Linked DNA regions of Mus musculus: region 2 is linked to region 1. A link is a contact called in public targeted proximity ligation data. All regions are on one chromosome and are shown on one strand. The core of a region is the stretch at or near the end of the contact, and the rest is flanking DNA. Distances in the headings are between cores, read along the strand shown. Region 1 has its middle 31 kb from the start of Gm50341. Region 2 overlaps Pip5k1b (phosphatidylinositol-4-phosphate 5-kinase, type 1 beta).

Region 1 (4,473 bases), core at 1,716-4,215:
GGTTTGCTATACCCTCTTGTTGCCTTTATCTATCTAATAGATGTTTCTCCTCCATTTAGACACTATAGTTCCCAAATAAAAGACATAAAAACCTTCAGAGCTGGACAGATATCAACCCTCTGTGCTATTTTTTTTTCTATTTTCCTGTCAATAACCCTGAGATATCACTTGCCATGTTCTGCCTGGGCCACACCCACTTCAACAGGCTGGCCCTCATGGCCATATGTGATCATAGTTCAATAACCCTATGGCAACTTCTTCCTTCCTGCTCCTCTCTCTCTCTTTGTGGTGCCTGCCTTAGACCCTAAGCCCAAGAACTTTGTTCTGCCCTTTCTCTTCTGTCCAGCCCAGGCTGTAGGCATCTGTATTAACCTATCAGGGATAACTTGGAGTCAAGGTTTACATAGCATCATTTGGTGTACTATGGTGGGGCAACCAGATGTTGGGGGGTTAGTATTTAGCATTTGAATACATAGCAGCACCAGACCAGCCCCCTACACCTTTTGTAGGCATCTGTTTTCCTTTTGATAAATGTATTCTGGCTTCTAATTAAACTCTAGAACAGACAAAACACTTAACCATAGATTACACATTAACATAGACCAAGTTGCCTACTATTAACAGGGTATTCTTTGTCCCATATGTCTTAAAAATAAGCATGCGTGGTGTCTTAGTTACTTTCTTTTTTAAGCACTGTGATAAATGACCAAGGCAGCTTAGGAAGAATTTAACTAAGCTTATGGTTCCAAAGTGGCAGTGGAGTAAAAGCATAGCAGTGGGTGGCAGAGGCAGCAGGTGTGATGGCTCACCTGTCCTTTCTCACACTGCCCTGTAGGTATAAGGACTAGAGGCACTGGCACAGATATGCAGCTGCTGTCTCTATCACCATCGCACTAGGAAAGAATCCATCAATTATATGTTACGGGATTTTTTTGTGTGTTTATACCAGAACACAAACCCATGAAGACAGATAAGTAGATAACTTGGGAGTCAAATCTTGGGCTCCTTGTAGTTCTTGATCATTGGCTTGGCTGCTAAGCAGTAGGGTTTGTACTATGATGTAGGCATAATGTAATGACGTAGTTATAAAGCAGTAGGAAGGGCTATTCCAGCTGAGTGGATGCTATAAACAAACACATGGAGATGGGAGTCGGATGTGGTCTGTATGGTGTGTTGAGTGGTTAAGTTTAACTACAACAGAGGGTTTGAGCTGGCAAGTACCAACACTGTAGCTATAAAATTAATTTGGGACTAAATTACCACATTAAAATGCTTATTTTCTAAATGTTCCAAGCTGGTTATTGTGACATACTCCTGTAACCATAGCCCTTTGGAGATGGCAGCAGGGAGATCCAGAGTCCAAAAGTGGTTTTGTTGCATAGCAAGTTTGAGGCCAGCCTGGGCTTCATGAGATCTTGGTCTCAACAACAAAACAAGGGTCAGTGAGATAGCTCAGCCCATGATAGCCCTTCCCTCCAGGGCTGATGATTAGGTTAGAGCCTGGGAATCCATTTGCCTATTTACTTGAGTTTCTAAGCAGGGTGAGGACATGGAATTGTATGTTGTGAAAGAGTGAGATATGGTATAAGGAAAGAAGATCATTGGATTTCTTATCTCAACACTAACTGCTCCTTACTAGCTAGTTCCTTCTCTGTATCCTCCTCTGTCATCGGAAAAATGATAGTCATCGTCTTAACTTAGTAAGCTATTGCAAAGGTTCTAGATAACGTCTTTGAAATGCTTGGTGTGGTGCCCAGCACATCCGAGATCAATACAATGTGATGGTTTTTACAGAGCATTCATTTGTCCAGAGGAAACAAGAATATAGACCTCCTCTGTTCTGAGGTCATTACAATTGTATGGGATAAAAGAATAAGGATCTAGGCTAAGCTACTGATTTATTGGCAAAAATATACTCAGCACATGTAAACCTTAGAGACCAGCCTGGCACAATGATATTAAGATTTATTGAATACCTTACAAGTGCCAAATGTTGTTATAATCCTTTCAAATATTGATTTAATCTTCTAAAAATGTCTCTGAAGATGTTGCCATCTCATGATTGAAAAAAAAAAGAAAGAAAAAGAAAAAGAAAGACAATAAAATTCAATGAGATTAAATAACTTGAAGTTAAGTAACTAAGAAAACAGCGATGAGGACTTCAGCAGATGCAGCAAGATCTGGTGCCCTAGGGCTACAGGGCTGTGCTCTACACTCTCCCCAGGGGAGGAAGCTAAGAGGCAAAGGGTGATGGCACTGTGGCTTTGACAATGTGATGCCCTGTCCTGCTGAGCTGAGATGGAGGGGGAGTAGGGGTGGGGAGGGTACTGGAGGGTAAGGTTGTGGGAAGCTTCTGAGGAAGCTTGGGACCACAGTTTACCTCCATGTCAGTCTGGGTTCCCTGGAGGAAGGGTTAAGGCGGCTGCAGAAGGCAGGTGAGCCATTCTCCAGCATCACTCTCTTGACTGTTGAAATGGTGGTGATCCTGAGCACATACTGGCAGGCGTGACTGACCAGGCGTAGGTGTGGCACCTTGAGGACTTGGTTTCCAGGGAGTATGGCTATGGCAGGACATTCTGTTTTCTCAGGGGCTTGCTGCCACCAGCAGCTTTATTCCAGAGAGAGGGGAGAGGGGAGAGGGGAGAGGGGAGAGGGGAGAGGGGAGAGGGGAGAGGGGAGAGGGGAGAGGGGAGAGGGGAGAGGGGAGAGGGGAGAGGGGGAGAGGGGAGAGGGGGAGAGGGGAGAGGGGGAGAGGAGAGGGGGAGGGTAAGGGAGGGGAAGAGGGGGAGAGAGAGAGAGAACAAAGCCCCCAGGCTTTTCCTTCAGCCTCTTAACTCCCATAAAGTCCCCATTTGTTACAGTTGACTTTCTTTCTCTATGATCAACATCACGGTTCACAGTTAGGATCAGATGACCTTCAGTTGCGGTGGCAGCTCCATGACTCACTAGCTCAGTCATCAAGAATAATTTCATTAGGAGCCACTTAATCTTCAATATATGTTCTAAGCTATAAAATGGGAATAATAATGCTTTATATTAAGATTATGGTGAAAGACCCATGGAAACCTTTTAGATAGTAAATATTAATTACCTGCCCTCAGCTGTTTACCTCCTGGGCTATTTTAAAGCCATTGTCACAAACTCTTTGGTGCTTTCCCATAGAAAGGCAGGCACTGTCTCCTCTCTTCCCCCTGGAATCTGGGCAGGCTCCTGGATGCTTCAGCCAATGAAAGAGGAAGAGGACCCATATGACTTCTGTGAATTGGTCATCAAAGACAAGGAAGTTCTTGTCTCGTTGCGGAAATGTTTGCTCTGGGAGCCATGAGCTGCCTCTGGAAGTCTGATTATCTTGAAGCTGGGCAGCTGCAGCAGAGTCCCACCTACAGCCGCTCCCACTACACAGAAACTGGACCTTTAAGAGCACCACAGTTGCCAGCTGACCTGCCACCAAATGATATTCATTAACACTACACAGAACCAAAGGTTTGCCTAGACAAGCCCCATTGCAGCACCCCACCCACACAATCGTAAGTGGAATGAAATGGCTGCTTCAAGCCATTGCGCCATCGCCCGAATAGAACAGCCATCTTTATAAGACCAGCTGTGTCTGTTTGCAAATAAAACCATCAGCGATCACAACTGAGCTTGCTGACCGTGGACATTCCCTCAGAGAAGGAAAGGGTGGGAGAGGTCATTGGACCCTCACCTGAGTAGCCACTCCTCTTGGTTAGATGCAGTTCTGCCTCAGGGTCTTGGGGAGGAGCTTGAGTATATATGCTTGAGAAGACTAGAGGAAAGGATGCTCTATCTGTGTAGAGAGTGGGGAGCCATGTGTTGGAAGAAGACTTTCCGAAGTGTCTGCTTTGAGGTCATCACATTCCTCCCCCTTGCTCTGTAAGCAAGCTCAATAAAATCAGAGGCTTCCCAGGGTGAACTGTGATGGGATCATGCTTGGATTTAGGGCTGGGATCTAATAGAAGAGGGTAGACAATGTTCATATCTCACCTGGGGAGGGAATTTTAGCATCAGGAAGTAATGTACTACTTAGTAATAAATAGTCAACTAAAACATCTCTTTTTATCCCAGTTCTTTCCCATCTCTTGTCTATCTGTATCTTAATCCTAAACAGCCTATCCAGAATATATTCAGATTTTATTCTCTTCTTCCTCCTCCTCCTCTTCCTCCTCTTCGTCTTTTTCCTCTTCCTCTTCTTCACCATCACCACCACCACTATCATCATCGTCATCATCATCTCCTCCCCTCCTCTGTGTGTGTGCGTTGCATGTGTGAAAGCCAAAGAGCAGCACTAAGTCTCTAACCTTGATCAGTGCCATCTTACTTTATGTAAAATAGTCTCTGGGTAAACACAAGACTCCTTCATTGAGTGGGCTAGCTGGCTAATGAGTTTCCAAAGATCTACCTGTCTCTACCATTCCCCCTTGCCTCTCGTAGCGCTGGGGTTGAGGATGCATG
Region 2 (4,520 bases), core at 1,126-3,625, 160 kb after region 1:
GTACATTCTCCTCTGTAATTGTCCCCTAAAGAGTACAGTGCAGTGTTGATTGGCACATTTGTTTGGTATTTTTGTTCTCAGTAATGTGGAAATGATTTAGAATATATAGAAGAATAGATGTTGGATGTAGGTAATATTCAAATATAACACCATTTTATATAAGGGACTTGACAGCGTCTATAGATTTGCATTTCTATGGGGATTCTAGAACTAATTCTTTATGAAAATGGACAGTTGTCCTGTTATTCCCATTTTACAGATGAGAAAAATTTGATACAGAGAGATTAAGTAACTAGTGGCAGAATAGGGCTGGACGACCAGCCCTGTCTGTGTCCAGAGTCTGCCGTACCCCCTCCGCTAAGATCTGAATAATGTATCCAGACAGTGGTGCTGCCAGTGACATGAGGCTGACCATTCTGAGCCACGTATGGTGAGGCACATCTTTAAAAGATTGCATGGGAAGCTGAGGCAGGAGCAAAGCAAGTTCAAGGCTAGCATGATCCTTAGACTGGCACCCCGTCTCAGAGGAGGTGGACACCGTGTGTGTATGTATGTGTATGTATATGGTGTGTGTGTATTGTGTATGTGCATTTGTGTATGGTGTGTGTATGTGTATATGTGTGTGGTATGTGTGTGTGTGTGTGTGTGTATGTGTAGTATGTGTATGTGTGTAGCATGTGTATGTGGGGGGGGCATTCTGAATTATTCACAATAATAACAGAAACAAGTGACACAGATAAACATGGCAATTTTGAATTGGAAAAAAGAGATTAATACTGCTGAACAATTAATTATGAAACATTTTCCTCGCTTCAGTGATCGAAAAGCCAGTGTGTGTTTTACCTTCACACAGAATCCAAACTACAACCTGGAGGATAAGGGTACTTTTTCCTATAAAATAGTAATTTTCTGGTAATTTGTAAATGAGGAATAAACATATTTTGAGGTTATTGTGCAGAGTGCTGAAGAGAAAAGGATAAATAAAGCGACTGACTCCAAGTGTTTTCTTGAGAGTGGAGCTCGGGATTGGCAGTGAGGAGTGAAATCTATCTGGCAGATAAATATTATAAATGAGAAAATTTGGAGGAAATCAGCATTGAGAACCTGGTGAGCTGGCGGCAGGTAGATTCTCAGGTGTAACGCTTCGCTATTAATCCACTTATAGCAAGCAAAGATCTGAGAGAGGAAGCCCTGGGTCTGCTTCAAAAGTTCCCCAGGGGCAATCCAGGTCTCCCAAGTGAACACCTGCCTTTCTGCTGAGTACAGCCCATCCTCTGTTGGTCCTGTACCAGTGACTTTTATGATACTAGAAAGGGGAAGTGAGCCTGCTACTCCTCTTTGGTGAAATGATGCTCTTTGAGATATCCAGCACATCATAAAAGAGAGGGCTGGGTAAGGTGGCAGTACCTGGAATTCCTGTAAGCTGAGACCAATCTACTCTACATATTGAGTTCCAGGCCAGCCAGAGGTACATAGTGTGGACATGGAGGGAGAGACAGAGAGAGACACAGAGAGAGAGACAGAGAGAGACAGAGAGACAGAGACATAGACAGAGAGAGAGGAGGAGGAGGAGAAGGGAAGAAAAAAGAATTTGTCTCTCTGTGGAGACCTGAAAATTTAGATTTTTGTCACTTGTGAATCTTCTTCCTTCCTTCCTTCCTTCCTTCCTTCCTTCCTTCCTTCCTTCCTTCCTTCTTTCTTTCTTCCTTCCTTCCTTTCTTTCTTCCTTTCCTTTCCTTTCCTTTCCTTTTCTTTTCTTTTCCTTTTTTTCTGTCCAACTTCATCGTGTAAGTATTCTCAGTCACCCCCAGACACAATGTAGGTTCCATTTAAGGGAAATGGGGTTTGCCTGAGGTCTTGTCACCTTGTTCCTTGAGGGAAGAGGTACTGCTCCCACCTCCACCCGGTGACGTCTCCTCATCCAGGAAGGACAGAAGCCTCCTTGTGGAGCAGCAACCCTTGCTCACAGAGAACCTAAATGGCCTGGTAACCTAACTCCCCTGAGGTATGTGTTTACAGTATGACCTCGTCATTTCTTGTGGGTGTGGTCTGGGCCTGGAATATAAAGAGCATTTGGTTAATCAGTTGACAAATATTTATTTAGCTTGGCTTAGTGCTGTGCCTTAAAGGTAAAACAGAAGCCAAAGAAAGCAAGAATCATCGCCCTAAATAATGTTGTCATTGTTTTGATAAAAGGTAGGCCAGAAAAAATAAGGTTAATGAAATAACAAGCCATTTTAATAATTACGGAGATGTGAAAAGAATAAGGGGGCGTGGGCGCTGCTGTTGAGGCATTGCTTCCAGGGAACTCCTCTAAGGAGCTGACGTGGGGCCTGCGGTTACAGGTGTGAGAACAAAGCAGCTGAGAGGAATGGAAAGAGGACACTGGTCAGAGAGGATGGCTTTTGCCAAGCCTTGCAGGCAGGAAGCAGCCAGGTAGATTCCAGGAACTGAGGTGAAGCTGGTGTGGTGGAAACTTCTGAACAAGCAAAAATGAACGGGTGAGCAGTTCCCAGCTGGAGCCAGTTTTGTCTGCACGGGGTCAGCAGACAAAGTTGTGACAACGAGGGAGAGGGCTGCCACTAGCATTTGATGACAGTGTTTCTCTGACACCTCCGGAAGTACACACTCCGGAACAGCACTTCAGCACATTGGCCCAGAATGCCAACAGAGCTACATTAAGAGATAGTTAGTGGCCTAGACTAAAATAGTAGACTGAGAGGGTGGGGCGGGTCCTGACTTGGGTGTGAGCCGAGGAAATGATAGGAAAAATTGATAATCCCACAGAGTTCTTAATGGGTAGAGATGGAGAAGGCTGTCTAGGGACAGTGACATCTTTTAAACATGGGCATGTTGGTTGGGTAACGCCAATGAGGGCTTGAAGAGAAGAACCAAGTAAGAAGTTAAAACTGTGGATTGGGGGCCGGGCAGTGGTGGCGCATGACTTGGGAAGCAGAGGCAGTCAGATTTCTGAGTTCGAGGCCAGCCTGATCTACAAAGTGAGTCCCAGGACAGCCAGTATGGATTGGAAGCCCATGGGACAAGTATCAAGTTCAGCTTCAATTCATCAATTTGAAGGTCTACAGGATAAAGAGAGGCTTGGTGGCAAGAATGTTTTTGTTCTGATATTGCTTCTAAGAACTCCCTCTACAGACGTATATAGACTAAGCATCCTTAAGTGCTTCAAAATCCAAAACTTTAAAAAATATTTTTATTAGTTTATGTAAGAATTTACATACATGCATATAGTGTAATTTTTTTTATAATGTTTACCCCCAAGTCCAAACTTTCAGTATCTACATACTGGGAAAACAGTGTCATGACCACAGGAAACTGCCACACCTGACCCTCCTAACAGGCTACAGTCTAAGCATACGCACACTAAGCATGCTGTGTAAAAGCACATTCATCAAACGAGTTTCATGTTTCAACTTTGGTCTCACACCCGTAGTCTCCTATCATGTAGATGCAAGTAAATATCCTACCAGAAAAAAAAAAAAAACAGAACTCAAAATGTGAGACATTTCTGGTTCTAAGCATTTTTGAGTAAGTGACATTTTATTTATATTTCTTAATAAATAAATAAATAAATAAACCCACAAATCTGACCAGTGCATGCCTTACAATCTTCTGCTGGCTCTTGTGGACTACTAAAACTATCCGTAGTCTATAGCATGAGAGTCTTTCATGGGCCATCACAATAGGAGTGTCGTGGCCTATCTCTTGCAACTTGTGCATAAGCACAGAGGGAGGTCCTTAGCAAGTGTCTTGAAATCCACACAGCACTTGCTTTAAGAGATCTATAGCTTTTTCTTTTAATCCTAAAGTTGTCATATACGCTCTGTGGGGATGCATTCTGAAGTCTGAAATCTGAGATCTTCCACTAGAGATGAGACGTGTTGGGTGGAAGGTCAGACAAGGTAGAATTTCTACTTTGCATGATTGAATTGTCACAAATATACTTTGAAAGAGTTTACAGCCATTGATATGTCTCAACAGGCAGAGGTACTGATGGCCTGAGTTCTGTCCCTAGAACCCACAGTGGAGGGAAAGAATTAACTCCTGAAAGTTGTCCCCTGACTTCCACATACCTGCTGTCACACATGCATGCACATAGGCTTGTACACATACCCACATACATGTTCACAATAAGAATAATACAATTTTTAAAAAAAAGGGCTAAGTGTGGCTTCCATGGCTTTATCAAAGTCAACTGTAATGGTGATTTGGGTTATCTCTCTCCTGGATCACTTCATAGGCGTTTGAAAGTTGATGCTGGTCATGTGTCATCCCTAAGTCCTTTTGTCTGTTGTCCATGAAGTGCTAATAATCAGCTACTCCTCACAGGAGAACTTAGCAACAAATGCTAACTCTGTCTCTGAAGGATCCATTCTTCCTAGATGTTGGCCTAAGCAAAGGCTTCCCCCCCCCCAATGTTGTTGCAAATCAAGACATGGGATTGGCTAGCATCCCAGTTCGACAGTGCAGCACCTTGATTGACACTCTTGTGAAGCGAACGA

Evidence for each region.
Region 2: a contact with region 1 is called in a targeted proximity ligation map of pancreatic cancer cells. A contact is called at or near these places in 6 of 39 promoter capture datasets (epiblast stem cells, fetal liver, hematopoietic stem and progenitor cells and 3 more), 2 of 130 datasets of targeted methods (embryonic stem cells and pancreatic cancer cells) and 1 of 9 other capture datasets (embryonic stem cells).

Annotation. Positions count from the first base shown.
Region 1 is chr19:24,585,368-24,589,840 of GRCm38.p6, reverse strand. No RefSeq gene overlaps it. Among named protein-coding and RNA genes, the nearest start is that of Gm50341, 31 kb to the right of the region's middle.
Region 2 is chr19:24,424,941-24,429,460 of GRCm38.p6, reverse strand. All of the region lies in intron 3 of Pip5k1b (phosphatidylinositol-4-phosphate 5-kinase, type 1 beta), which reads left to right. All of the region lies in intron 3 of Pip5k1bos (phosphatidylinositol-4-phosphate 5-kinase, type 1 beta, opposite strand), which reads right to left. Among named protein-coding and RNA genes, the nearest start is that of Pip5k1bos, 11 kb to the right of the region's middle.